4 separate regions of the Mus musculus genome follow, and regions 1, 2 and 4 are each linked to region 3. Evidence: chromatin contacts called from public HiChIP or PLAC-seq data. All regions are on one chromosome and are shown on one strand. The core of a region is the stretch at or near the end of the contact, and the rest is flanking DNA. Distances in the headings are between cores, read along the strand shown.

Region 1 (3,484 bases), core at 189-2,688, 310 kb after region 3:
GGAGGATGTGGGCTGGGAAGGTAATGAAACTTTCTGTTCCTCTTCCATAACTGAACCCAAGCTCAGTGCCCAGCATGTTGGATGGCTCACAACAACCTGCAACTCAATCTGGTCTGATGTTATCTTCAGGTCTACATGGGAACCATCACTCATGGGTGTATATTCACACACAGAGACACAGACACACGGATACACACATTAATTTAAAGGTAATCTGACATTAGTCAACGTGAGGTCTGAGGTTCTTTTCACTGTTGTCTTTTACAGTTCAGTATAGACTCTGATTCAAACAATCAGTTCATCTAAAACAAAGAGAGATTATTCTCTCCAAAATCTTCATGTATGGTGTGGATGTCCAGATTCTGGAGGCCATGCCCCATGCCTAAGACTTTTCCCCTGATTCCTCTTTACTTATAACCCTAACCTCTGCGGAGAGACTTTTGTTCTTTCATCATCTGTTGATCTATTATTGTCTTACCTCCTCTCCTGTCGCCACATAAATCTGGTTGGTGGTTGGTGGGGTCTGTTTTATAGGGCTTATTAGAAATCACAGTGAATCACCTCTGGTGCCAGCTTTGGGTCACAAAGGAGGTCTGCCAATTTTTCAGTAGCATTCCCATCTTGGGAGGAGTAGGGAGTTCCTCACACTAGACTGTCAAATGACAGAGTGGCTCATTTAGTCAATCAGAAAGACACTTGGTCCACATAGAGCAAAGGGCACAATAGTTGATAGTGTCTGTTGTAAAGTCTCCTACCCCATTCCCTTGTCTCTGTTTTGTAAACCTGCTGCTTGGAGAATGTTCTTTGGAATTTGGTAAGTCCCATGGACGTGAGAGGTCATCTCAGGGAAGCTGGTGTTTGGGGTCATCACGCTTTCTACAGCCTGATGGACAGACAACAGGGAACACGGATTACATTTAAACTCAGCTGCTTGTTCCCGTGAAAGAGTAATTCATTTATAGAATTGTGATTTCTCCTGCAGAAAAAAAACAAAGAACAAACAAACAAACAAACAAACATCCCCCAGAACAAAACCAAACCCAGCTGCTATTTTTGGGGGTAAGAGTTTAAATGAAAAGCCTATGAAAGTAAACTACCCTGCCAGGAAGACTCTCCGTGAGCTTTCCAAATCCGTTCACTAAAGTAGGAATTTGAAAGCTGCACCACAAATTGCCTTTCCCTTCAACCGGGATGCTTATTATGGTCCTGGCTCCTCACTGCTGGCCTATTACTTACACATGAGTTTCGTTACCCTGTATTTTAATTATATGTATAGAGCAAGTTTTATGTTCCCTTCTCTGACTACTCGTAAACTTCACAGAGATCACCCAAAACCATACTGTTCTTAAAATAGCCTTTGCCTCTGTCCTTGTAGTGATACCAAATGACATTCTCTTGACCCAGCTCTGGCTTGTATTAAGTACACTTGGAGACTGGCAGACATGCTCATCCAAACCCCAGCTTAGTTTGAGTTAAGCATACCCCAGTTGCCAGACTCTGCGCCTAGAACACACCATTAGAGACATGTCATATGACTGGCAACAGGCACAAGTGGAATTTCTGCGGCATCCTTTGAACGTTACCAGTGTTTGAGTCAGAGCTGTGGGCTCTGGAGGCGATGCCACTTCTGTTAGCTGTGATGGGAACACGCATGGGTCTGCCTGCTGCTATCTCTAGGTGTTTCCCTCTCTGCTCTGTGCAATCATTCTCTGGTCTGAGAGCCACAAGATGTACGGTTTGTAATTCTGGGGGAAGAGTGCAGCTAACTCGAAAGGCTGGTCCCAGTATTAAATGTCACCAAAATGAGTGAAGAGAGTATTCTAGCCTTGATTTGCAGGTCAGACTGTTACAATTTCACCTTTCCCCATTTCTGCTGCACTATTTCACTGCCATGGGAAACAGTGTAAATCAGCCACTGGATGGCTCACATCTTCCTCTTTCTCCCCTTAAAAATACAAAGCTATCTTCCCTCCTACAGATCATTATGGCTGATAAATCAGAGACTAACCATAATATTTTAGGTGACGTGGCTATAAAATATGATCCGTGAGTGTTTTCCTTTCTGAAACTTCACTAATTGTGGCATAATTCACTATCACAATGTTTTATTTTAATTCACATAAACAGACCAGCTCAGAAGGATTGTTTTAATAGAGGAGTAATATCACATGGCCGTATTTGTTAAAGAAGCAAGTGTTATTGACCCAGCTGAGTATCCTTGGTGGGTCAGGGGCTGTGCCTCAGGTTTGCAGGTTTCAGTGTGTTTTTCTAATCTTCTGTGGCTCTCCCTAGGCGTGAGCACAATGTACATTCGTCTGTCAGCCTGGGACTCATAATGGAATCATTTTAAACTGGCGGTGAATCTTGGCATTCATCGTTATGCTGTGACACAACTAGAAAGAAAGAGAGATGTGTTATGTGTTCCTTTCCCCATGTGGTATCACTGAGGCTGGAGGACCAGTGTGACTGCTTGGCATCCTCCTTTCCTGTGCCTCTAAGTCCACAACTTTGACAATTTGTTCTTTTTTTTTTTTTTTTTTTTTTTTTTTTGTATACAAGTTTGTGAAGTTTTCAAATTCCTGGGTCTTCGATGGTAATTCTTACTGATGAAACGTCTCTGGGAAAAAAGGAATTTGGAATGAAAACAGATGTTATAAAATTCATGTGTTTGACAATATTTTTTTTCTTTAAAATAACAATAAAATCCATAGCTCAAAGTCAGGGAGGCTCCTATCAGGGGTTCTGATGAGAAACACTTGTAGATCTCTCTGACAGAGTACCATGGCAGCAGAAGTGCTGACGACGCCCTGTGATGAGTTGAGTTATGGTCTCTAGCTGAGTAGCTGATTATCCAGTGTTCCTACTCTCCAAGATCTGTTGAAAAGTCGCAGTTGAGTGAGCATGAGGGCTTCCTGGTATGCATGTGAGGTGCGTAGAGATGCCCTCTGTGGGGCTACAGGCTAAGGGACCATGTGTGCCACAAAACTTCAACTTGAGCTGAGCCCTTGGCTGGGTTTCTGGGTCAGGGCCTCAAGTAGTTCCCAGCCTTTTCCTCTTGTGGTTGCCGGCTTTCTAATTTTGGTTTCTAATTGTACCAGCCATTTTACCACAAGACCACAGCTGTAAGGTGGCATTTGGAAAAAAGGAAATAAGCCTGTCGGGTTCCACCCCTTCCTGTTAGAGGGATCAACTGACTGTATTATGTTTATCACAGATTTTTAACATGAAAAGGAATTTATAAGCCATGTATCTAATTTCTCTTGATTTTCTTCTTTACTGCCCATCAACCATAGGCTCCAATTTTACCTGGACAAGTTGAAACAGATCTTTTTACTTTTATCATTTTTATATCTTGCCAAGCAAAGAGGAGTGAGACTTTCTTATCTCGTACTGCAAAGAGCAGGAGACCTAGGGAATGAAGTTCATGTGACTTCTTAGGACATGTGATTTCTTCCCCCGTCTCTGCCTCTCTTTTTCTATAAAA
Region 2 (3,393 bases), core at 785-3,284, 350 kb after region 3:
CTTATTTTATTGGGCTCAGCCTAATGTGAGCTGCAGTGTCTCCAATTACAACGTTCTCAAGCTTGTGGGAATCAACCTAATAAAAAACGTTGCAAAGAATCACAGCCCATCCTCAGCTGTGGGCCGGCTGTGTGGATTTGCATGGTGCAGGAGTGTGAACTGAACTGGCCTTCTCTGAGCAGGCTCTGCCTTCTCCAAGGCAGTAGTGTGAACCTGAATGGAAGGCCTTACATGAGAAAACAGCATTTTTGATTCTGATTAAGATCCTCAAAGCTGATTTTTAGTCAACTCTTGTTGGCGATAAAACAGCAATGTCATAAATAAAATAGCCACCGATGGATCTCGATATTTGTTATGAACAAGCATCAGGGAATCACTTTTTATTTTACTTGATTGATACTTCACAAAAGTAGTATTTAGCCAAAACTGCCTCACCAGGCATGCTGCAGTTTAACCAGTTTGTCTCTGCATTCCAGGAGAAGACAGAACATTTTACAGAGGTGCCTGGTACAACATCACTGACTGATATGTGTTTGCCCTAGAATACCAAGCCTGAAATTATTCAAGACATTTATTACCTTTATACTTGAAAAACACATACTTCTTCAGCAGTAACTCAGATGTGGCCTGGGGGGTGTCTTTTCAAAGGTGGCGGCAATCTTCAGCCAACCTGCAGTTGGGCTGTGTTCAGGAGTGACACAAGCTATGTTTTCTATGACCATGGAAAAGCCAGTGTTGATTTTTTAAAAAGAGCTTAGCTAGAGAACACAGAAGAACAGAAACCATAAATGCCAACAGAAGTATTTAGTATTTTAATTGCAGAAGGATCAAAATGGTTTTTAATTCAGAACAAATGTTTCCCAAGTATGATCCACTTAAAAACATATATATATATATATATTTTAGTACAAGTGACATACACAGAATTGCTTTGTTTTGAAAGAAACAAGAATCATGACTTGAGCTCCAAAAGTCCATTCATGTAGGGAGGAGGAAATACGATTACAATACAAAGTGTGTGGGACAAAGGGAGGAGCTAGCCTTTATTTATTTATTCATTAATTTATTCTTTTATCCATTTTTTACCTGTTCTTGCTACCTGACTGGAGAGAATTCCCTCCTATATACTGTTGAGAAGAACAACAGAACAGGAAATGAGCAAGGTAAAATATAGTCTGTAGAATATACACATTGTAGCTGACAAGATCATGCTGGACACAGAAGGGTCAGGTGAAAATCCTCACTCTGTGTCTTCCATCCCAGGTCCTCTAAGATACAACTTCTCCATGTCTCAGTTCCCTCCCTGCAAAATGGGGACCACAACAGGACACATCGTGGGGTCTGATGGCAGGAGGAAGGGGCTGTGTAAAGCGCATAGAACAATGTCTGCTCCAGAAGCAACTTTTGCATCCAATGTTGAATCCTATGCATCCGATCCCCAAGACTTCTTGGTGATTGGAGATGAGAATGGGAGACAAAGGAGTCATATCGAAAGGGCACTGTGATCAGAAATAAAGTGAGACATGTTTTGACACGTTGTGGCATTTCAAAAGACTGGATGGTGACAAAGGTACACATGTGTCCGCAGCAAACGTGGCAGGGGAGGGGGACGTCGAGGGTGCTCCACTGAACAGCTTTCAATTAGGCTTCCGTGGGAGGGAGGAAAACTAGAATTCACAGGGAAGGAACTGGCTGATATTATTATTATTTTTTGATGCAGCATTCCAGAAAACATAATCAATGGCACCCGTCCAGTTCCCATTTAGTAACCAAAGAACTAGCTGCAGCTGTTTTTATGCCTGGTGGTGCCAGTTTGATAGTGTATAATCATATTTGCATAAAGATAAAAAGGAAGGTGTTATAGAACACAGTTAAGCCTATGGTTTCACCATGAATTAAAGGTAATTTCAGACTAATTAGGTATAATTTGTTAAGGAATTCTTCCCAGCAATGATGACTCTGATTTTGTAATTACAGGACAATGCTTACTGTGGCTTTCAAGGCAGGAGAAAGCACACCCGAGGGGGTCGTGTCCCACACTAGGCGGATCTAATGGTGCCACAAAAGACAGGTGTTTCGTCAGATTTCAGCCACACACTTTCACACCTGCAACACATTAACTACAGCAAGGATGTTAATGAAGACCAGGTGCCTGTTTTCCAACCTAAGTGAGGAACTGCCACGAGGCTGGCTGTTTGCTACCTGACATCTACCCAGGATCTCCAGCAGGGTCCTCTGGTTGAAGAGGGGACCAACTGAGCAGGCCAGTGAGGGACTAGTCCTATGGAAACTAGGGTATCAGTATGGAGACATCAACCTTCCCTTATGGTCCTGGGTTGTGACTTCTTTGCCAGGTCAGATCTCTGCAGTTTTCATCCTAAGATAACGAGGAACTCTTCCAGCAATGTGTCTCTGTTCTGTAGGCTGCTTGAGCACAGAGTGCAGTCTCCCAGAGCCCTGGAAATTGCTGATCTACACAATCTACAAAGTAGATTTCTGGAAACTGCTGTGTTATCAGCTGCTACCAGGCAAAGTTTGATTGTGTAGCAACTCAAGTCTTTTCAAACTCAAGGTTTGCCATTGCTCCCAGAAGCAGGTAATGGGCGCCTTGAGCAATCTCTATTTATTTTAATAAGGCACAAGGTTTTCATTGTGTGCAGACTATATCGTTTTAATGCTTTCTGTTATGAAACACAAAGTCTTTTCTCTCCCCCTTGAAATAAAAATCTTAGCAGTGGGGCTTTCCTCTCCCTTCTAGCCTTTTCTGTTTTGTTTCTCTATTTTCAATACTGCAGTTAGCAACACTTAACAATTTTAGTAGTTAAGTAAGAGAGTAAGGTTGTCTAAGAAGTACAAAAATATAAAAAAAAAATCACAAAATAAAGTTGAAAATGGGGGCCGAAATGAACAGGCCTAGGTTCTCAGAAGCAGGAGGGGAGTGGGCAGATGCGTTACCAGTGACTTCTGGCCCAAACTGGATCGCTGCTTAACCCTGGGAGGTGGGAGAGGGCAGATATCAGAATGCTTGGCAAAGCACAGAACTGCAGGTCCAGTAAGTTAGGAAATGATAGAGTTGTGGGCTTTTAGTGGGGCAGAAGCTAGTCTGAGCAAGAGGAATGACAGGTAGATCCAGATCTCCAAGGGGAAGACATGGAAGCCCCAAACTCAGATGCAGATTGGTGCCCTTGAGTTGAGCTAATGGCAATATATGCAGCTCATTTGTTCTTCAAACTCTTCAGGCTTTGTTTGCATGAAGTTCCCCAAGAGATGGAGGTGCTTTGTTGTTGTTTATTCATGAGTCACACCAGCAGAGGCTAATAGGACTGAGAGATCCTTCCAGAAAAAAAGGTAGGCATCTGGGTTTCCCTTTTCACATTCACCCACCAAGTGAAA
Region 3 (3,435 bases), core at 897-3,396:
AGTGAGGAGGGAGGGAGGGAGGAAGGGAGGGAAGCAGAGAGATGGGCGCTGGATTTTTAAAGAGACCCCGAAATAATGGCTTCTGTAAGAGTCCAGGCATTCAAAGAGGTGTGTTCAAGGACATGAGTGCATTCGCGCCAAGGGGAATGTCTTTTATGGTAAATTAACTCCAGTTAAATTGAATATTTGTTCAAAGGGAAACTCCAGTAGTTAAAGCTGGTATTATCAGTGGAGCGTCCCCGCCCCCTCCCGCAGATTCTGGGGAGGGTGAGAAAAGGGATGCAGCTCACTACAAAGTGATGCTTTGGGATTGTTCGTTTTTATTCCCCCCCTCTTCCCGTCCCGTCTTTCTTTTAAAAGTTAAGATGAGGTTGCCTAAAATTTATGAGAGAAGTGAGTATTTATTTGGATTAACCCCGACTGTCACCTCCTTTCATCTATAAAGACTGTCAACTTTGTCCCAGCTTTTCAAGAAGAAGAAATGACCAGTACAAAAGAAATTAACGTTGTCAGAACGCTAACTAGAGGATTTGCCTAGCGGGGGCACGGAGGCCGCTCCCCGTGGCGCGTGCCCTAAAGGGTTAACTCGCCCCGGTTCTCACAGTTTCCCCCGACTTTACCTGTCCTCCTAGACCCGCCGCCCTCCCCGCCTCCCCACCCCCTGCGCCTTTCTTCACCAGGCTCTTGGTTTACAGGGGCTGCAGCTGGTAGACTTGGCAAGCTCGCCTCATTAAGAGCGCTTTTTGAAAACGGACTGTGTTTGAGCATTTCCCTAATGAGGACAGGACGGGGTTAAAAAGTGACCATTTCATGGTTGACTTGAACCTGCCTACTTTTCTTGATGTGTCGTTGTGAAATGCTTGATGTGGGTAACTTCCACTTGGGGAAGGAAAAAGTCACTGGTTCTTTCAGGTCCGCTGGGGGAGGGCACGGTGGTCAGGAGTGCGAGGACTGGAGAAAGTTGAGGGGGGGAAAGTCCAGGACGCGGGGTGGGAGCGGGAGGCCGCGGGGGGCCTGGAAACGCTCGGCGGCCCCAAGCTAGGGCGACATGGAGCCCCGGGCGCTCACTTTTCTTTCTCCATTGTCTGGGGCAGCCTTTGATTCCTCCATTTCCCCACCCACCCCTAGCGGAAACCCGGAATTTGGGGGGCGGTGTGTGTGGGAGAGAGTGCCCGCGCGAAAGGGGGTGCTGGCCGGTCGCCTCCAGGGTCCCGGGAATCAAGTTCATTCACTCGGCGGGGGGCGGGGCGGGGAGCCGGCGGGAGCCGCCGGGGAGACCCGCAGCCGCACACGCACCCCGCGCGCTCCCGCCCCGCAGCCTCGGGCGCGCCGCGGCCCCGCCCTGCCCGCACCCCCGCGGGAAGGGAGCCGCTTTCCGCCGGCGCCCCGGGCTCTGGGGGTGGGGATTGGGACGCGGCCAGCGCGGCAGGAGGAGGAGGAGAGGAGGGGCGAGCGGTGGCGCGGCCTTCCCGCTCCGAGCGCGGCCACGTGCACCGGGCGCCGGGGGAGGGCGGGCCGCTGCGGCGAGGCTCGGGGGACCCTGGGGACCCCGGCGCCCCTCTCCGATCGCCAGTGCGAGCTCCGGGCTGGGCTGCCCGCCGCGCCCCGGGCTCCGCGCCCGTCCGCTGCAACTCCAGGAGGCCAAGTTCACTCTGGCCCCCGCCTCCACCCTCCCTCTCCCTCCAGCCGCCTGGGGTGCTAGAGTCGGCGCCCTAGCCCCGGCTCGGGGCGGCCTGGGTGTGAGGGAATTTTCCATTCGTTTCTTTCTTGGGCCCAGGCCGGTTCAGGGCTTCTCCCCTTAGGATGTTCTCGCGTCTTGAGCGTCTGCAGCGAGCAGTGAAATAACCTCTCCCTGGGCGGGTTTTCGGGGGTAAACGAAGAGTGGCAGAGAGAAGAGCTATTTTTGAAAAAAGAAAAAAGAAAAGAAAAGAAAAGAAAAGTCCCAATACTGTGGCACCGGTCTGATACCTTTAACAAATGAGGGGGAGAGACGCGAGGGCTGGGGGAGGCGCGCGGGAGGAGGAGGAAGGTGGGGGGCGGGGGGTGTGGAGAGGCTGGTGCAAAAGGAACGCGCGTTTGCAGGAGGAGGAGGAGTAAAGCGGTGATTGTGTAATTAAATAATAAAACAATCCTTAAGTCTGATTTGGAGAGAGCTCGAGCGGGGTCCAGAGGGTGGAACCGGTGAATCTTTCAACTTGCAAGTTTTTCAAGGAAAGAAAGCGAGAGAGGGAGGGGGAATAGAGCCCAGGACAGAAAAGAGGAGTTTGCAGCCAAGCGGGATCGATCGTTTGGGATTTTTTTCAGGAGGTCCTTCCGATCCTTTCCGTGGGCTGTGGCCAGCGGCACCGGCAGCGGAGTCCACGCGCGGCGGGTCAGACCCGGGGCGAAGCGGGCGGGCGGCGGTGCGGCGGGGCAGGAGCGCAGCAAAGGCTTTTCCGCCCGGGAGCTCCGCGCCTGCGCCCCCTCCCTCACCCCGGCCTCTCCCTGCTCCCCCCCACCCCCACCCCCACCCGGCCCTCTCCTGCGCGCGCCCCGCCACCCGCGCGCACTCGCTTGCGCTCCCCCTCGCGCACACACGTGGTCGGCTCGCAGCAAAGTTTCGCCTGCGATCGCCACTCCCGGATCCTGCTGCAGTGTTGGCGGCGGTAACCTTGAACTTTACCAGCGCGGTGACACATTCTCCTCGCTTTCCCCACCGCCTGGCCTCCTGCGCCCCCCTCCCCGCCTTTTTTTAAAAAAAACATTTCACCACCCACCATCACCCCAATCCAACCCACACCGAACCCTCGCGCACCCCAACCCCCAACAACAAACAACAACAACAACAACTGCAAAACAGAAAACAAATCCCCTAAACCAGGCGACCAGCAGCCTGCACCAGCGGCGGCAGCCTCGGAGAGCTCGGCCGGCGCGCGCGAACCGCAAGAGGGTTAAAAGTGTAGATTGGATTTCACCCCGGGAAATCTAGCTCGCCGAGTGAACTTGAATCTTTGGCTATTTAAGGAGGACTGGGTTTGTTGCGAAGTTGCGGTGAACCGGCGCAGTGCCCCGTCCTGATTGATCGCATCGCTGGGCTCAGATGACTGTAAAATGAATAGATGAAATCCTTGCTTCTGGAAGATTTTCTTGGGCATCTCCGGGAAAGTGCGTTTTAAGGCGAAGTCATGATGTATTCTCCCATCTGTCTCACTCAGGTACTTATCTTGGTCGCTTTCTCGAGCTTTCTCTGGCCCCAGACGCCTTTGTTGTGTCTTCTTGCTCTTGTGCTGCAGACCCTCAAAGGCTTTGCCTAACCTTGGCACACCCTGGTCTTCCCCGAGAAGTAGTGCGGAGTTGCGGTGGGCTGTGCGGGCGGCGTGGGACCACGGCTGCCGTGTGCGCCCATCCCAGCGCCCGAGCGGGGAGAGCCGGCACCGGGCGGGCGAGGCTGCTGGG
Region 4 (3,244 bases), core at 571-3,070, 350 kb before region 3:
AAGGATGAGTCAGAGCAAAGTGAATTTATTAAGTAGCGATAAGGGACAACACAAACTTCAGATTTAAGCCCAAGTACAGGTAAGACTGTGGGACAGAGGACACACACATACACACACACACAAGCACAAGAGAGGAAGCCAGTCTGTCTTGAGGAAAGGACAATAGTACACATCTGAGACGTGACTTTGTGTGTGTGTGTGTGTGTGTGTGTGTGTGTGTGTGAGAGAGAGAGAGAGAGAGAGAGAGAGAGAGAGAGAGAGAGAGAGAGAAAGAGCAAGAGCGAGCAGTTATGCTGGGAGTCTTTATGGTATATATATCACATATGCAATATATACATATATGTGCATATATGTGTATATGTATATATGTATACATACACATATAATTCTGCAGCTAAGTTAACTTGCTCAAAAGATGTAATTTACAAAGCTTAAGAACTAAGAACAGTTTAAAAATAAAGGAAAGTCATGATTTACTTATTTCTCTTATCTTAAAGAACGCCCCTTTTGTAAAGAAGATTGTCAGGTGGTTTTATGAGGCTTCTGTTTAGATTTAGAGTTGAGAGAGTACTGCTAACAGGGTTAAAGTCAAGGCTGCAATCACCCTGGCCCTGAGTAGCTGCCACAGTGACTGTGACACTGTTGTTTGAGATGTAGAGGGAAGAATGAGCACTATCTTGGAGACAGCCTTGGCTTTAGTGGTTGTGTTGATGTTTCTTGACACACAGCCAGGAGGAAAGCTAGGTCTCCGCGTGAGAGGCCTCCCCCTTTCCCACACTCCCTTGTTTTCTTTGTCTTCCTATCCTGCCCCTATCAGTGGGGAAGTAGAAGATTTTTTTTTTTTAAGGGGAATGAAATTAAGGGGATTTGTCAGGAAATGGAACAAGCTAGTTGAAGGTAACTTTAGAGTTAGTACAGCTGTCGTCCCAGGACCTGAGTAACAGGTACCACCGGGAACAGTTTGTTCTGGAAGGCTCTCAATACCATTCAACAAGAAGTACAGACTTCCTACAGCAGGGAATTCCTCTCCCATCCACACATGATCTTCTTCTGGGACATGTAGGCATAACCAGCTATCTCCATACAGTATAAACTTTTCCACGGCACTATTTAGGAGTGACGTGCAAAAAGCTATATTATTATATTATATATAATATAACATATTATATTATATTATTATATTTATATTATATTATTGTATCTCAGGCGTTTGTGAGGATAACAGCTTAGATTGGGAGATGGGTTATTTGAGCTGTTGCGTTCATTAATTTTTTTTCCTAGGTGTCACTGATTGGAGCGCTGACAATTTATAGAGATTATCTGAAATGCATTTAAAAATGATTTGAATGCGGATTTAGGTTGCCAACAAGAATTGGAAAAACCTCCAATGGCTGGGGTATCCCAAAAGAGGGTCTGAAGGCCCTAAAGATGAACACTGCTGCTTTGGGGTGCACTGATAGGTGTCACCTCCAGATCCTGAATTAAAATTCAGGTACGGAATGAGCAGGCCTGAGACTGCATTCTCTCCAGAATCCCAGAAGATGTCAATGTTGCAGACTAAATTTTGAAGCAAGGTAACATTGGAAAATCCATAGCTGTCACTGGGGAGAGAGGCCTGTTCCCCGACAGAAGGAGGAAGCGAGCACTGCTTAAGGCTGAGGCTGGTCCTAGGCAGGGAGGGTGTGGGGACACGCGTGTGCGGCCGCCTGGGCAGGGCCGGGATGCAGGGCGGGGAGGCACAGGTAGGTTAGACGAAGGTAGGCCGGGCGCAGCGCTGGGCTGCGAGCGCTTTCAGGTCTTTCGGCCCTCGGCGGCTCCCATCGCAGCTCCGGGGCGCGAAGCGGAGAGGGCGACGGCGGCCGTGCCTCCGCGCGGGCGCGCGGGCATGCCGACACCCACTCGGCCGGTCCCGGCGCCTCGGCTCCCGGAAGCGGAAGGGGACTGCGGCCCGGCCTGGGCGGCGGAGGCGCGGAGCCGAGTGGAAAGCGGCGGAGCGGGCGGCGGTGAGTGTGGGCCGGCGGGCGGTCCCGCACCTGCCATGCAGCATCCCTCCCGGAGACCGCGGCCCTGAATGGGCTGGGGTGGGGAGAGAAATCCGCCGAGTTCTCCCCGGGACTCTGGCGTCCCTGCACCCCCGGGGCCCGGGCTGTCGGCGTGACCGAGCGTTTCATTCATTTCGAGGTCGCTGGTGCGGAGCTGCAGAGGACCCTCTGGGAGAAAACCGTGCACCTCCATTGACCTTCTCCCTCCTCTCCCTCGGCCGGCCGCACCGGCTGTTTTGAGAAAATGGCTTTCCGCATGGCAGCACTTTGCACTTGTTACCATTCCCTGTAATCACTCGCTGAACGTAACCTGCGCTGGTCGTTTAAAATTTATGGTCTTTTCTCGAGATGTATTTGGGTCACATTTTAAGATACCGTATGAGTCAGTGGAAGATGTTTGTATCTCCAGGGCTAAGAGGACCTGGCCGGTCATTACTTGAAAATACTGCAATATAGCAGTTCATAAAAGTACAGGAGGGGCTGGGTAAAAATCAAGGTCATTGTGGGTGGGTCATAAATCAGTGTAAAGTTTCAGCCCAAAATAAGGGCAAATAAGGGTAATTAAGTGTAAGTTTAAAAGACTTGTCCAATGGGTCCTCCACCCACTGCTAATATGCATACCCCTCACCCTCCCCCCCCCGACCCCAAATTCACTCCCTACTTTGTGGTAAAAGATAATGATAGCCGTTACCATTTGATGACTGCTTAGTGTGTGCCATTCCTAGATGAAAGGGTTTGGTGCAGTATCTCATTAAGTTCTTCCAGAGCTTGAGATCCACGGATAAAGTTCAGAGGGTACCCTGTTGCCACCTTAGTTGTGCCCTCTCAGTAGTAAGGCTTTTGAAGAGGAGAAGTGGTATGAAATCATTTGGGGGAAAAAAAAAAAACCAGATACAGTTTGGAGTTGAAGACAGAAAAGCCAGATTCGCTTTTGGTTTCTGTACTATCCAGCTATGGGGTCATGGGTAGGCCAGGGATCCAGTGTTATTTTCTCATCTATACAACTAGGTAGCCAGGCTACGTTTTTCTAAGCGGTGATCTTTCAAGCTTTCTCATGTCTGTCTGGGAAATGTCTGCTTTTAACTTAACACCCTTTTGACATGGTGAGGAGGATCCACGGTGAACATTTACCTCATGACCAAAAAAAAAAAAAAAAAAAAAAAAAACAAAACAAAAAAAAAAAAACAAAAGAAAGACCTCCA

What was found. HiChIP or PLAC-seq counts read pairs in DNA pulled down with a chosen protein or histone mark.
Region 1: a contact with region 3 is called in an H3K4me3 HiChIP or PLAC-seq map of neural tube, with 4 times the contacts expected there. The contact joins the enhancer-like site here to the promoter of Nfib in region 3. A contact is called at or near these places in 11 of 39 promoter capture datasets (the 3T3-L1 cell line, 3T3-L1-derived adipocytes, the HPC-7 cell line and 7 more), 4 of 484 Hi-C or Micro-C datasets (the HL-1 cell line, cardiomyocytes, granulocyte-monocyte progenitors and 1 more), 4 of 115 datasets of contacts at active chromatin or transcription factors (embryonic limb bud, embryonic stem cells, extraembryonic endoderm stem cells and 1 more) and 1 of 9 other capture datasets (embryonic stem cells).
Region 2: an H3K4me3 HiChIP or PLAC-seq map of embryonic limb bud shows a contact between it and region 3, with 5 times the contacts expected there. The contact joins the enhancer-like site here to the promoter of Nfib in region 3. A contact is called at or near these places in 10 of 39 promoter capture datasets (the 3T3-L1 cell line, 3T3-L1-derived adipocytes, the HPC-7 cell line and 6 more), 6 of 484 Hi-C or Micro-C datasets (the HL-1 cell line, the N1E-115 cell line, adipose-derived mesenchymal stem cells and 2 more), 8 of 115 datasets of contacts at active chromatin or transcription factors (the NIH/3T3 cell line, T-cell acute lymphoblastic leukemia, embryonic forebrain and 5 more) and 1 of 9 other capture datasets (embryonic stem cells).
Region 4: an H3K4me3 HiChIP or PLAC-seq map of craniofacial prominence shows a contact between it and region 3, with 4 times the contacts expected there. The contact joins the promoter of Zdhhc21 here to the promoter of Nfib in region 3. A contact is called at or near these places in 3 of 39 promoter capture datasets (the HPC-7 cell line, frontonasal cranial neural crest and hippocampal neurons), 4 of 484 Hi-C or Micro-C datasets (the HL-1 cell line, cerebellar granule neurons and embryonic stem cells) and 3 of 115 datasets of contacts at active chromatin or transcription factors (astrocytes, craniofacial prominence and embryonic forebrain).

Annotation. Positions count from the first base shown.
Region 1 is chr4:82,195,820-82,199,303 of GRCm38.p6, reverse strand. No RefSeq gene overlaps it. Among named protein-coding and RNA genes, the nearest start is that of Gm11264, 130 kb to the right of the region's middle. Within about 2 kb of position 1,438, at least 27 of the 459 cell types and tissues checked have an H3K27ac peak or open chromatin away from gene starts, as enhancers often do. A contact at or near this core is called in cardiomyocytes and neural tube, where this site is marked.
Region 2 is chr4:82,152,547-82,155,939 of GRCm38.p6, reverse strand. No RefSeq gene overlaps it. Among named protein-coding and RNA genes, the nearest start is that of Gm11264, 88 kb to the right of the region's middle. Within about 2 kb of position 2,034, at least 7 of the 459 cell types and tissues checked have an H3K27ac peak or open chromatin away from gene starts, as enhancers often do. A contact at or near this core is called in embryonic limb bud, where this site is marked.
Region 3 is chr4:82,504,490-82,507,924 of GRCm38.p6, reverse strand. Nfib (nuclear factor I/B) reads left to right here and starts at 2,146. Exons shown (of 12, transcript NM_001113209.2): 1 at 2,146-3,194. The coding sequence starts at 3,165.
Region 4 is chr4:82,858,249-82,861,492 of GRCm38.p6, reverse strand. It overlaps Zdhhc21 (zinc finger, DHHC domain containing 21), which reads left to right and starts at 1,820. Exons shown (of 9, transcript NM_026647.4): 1 at 1,820-2,003.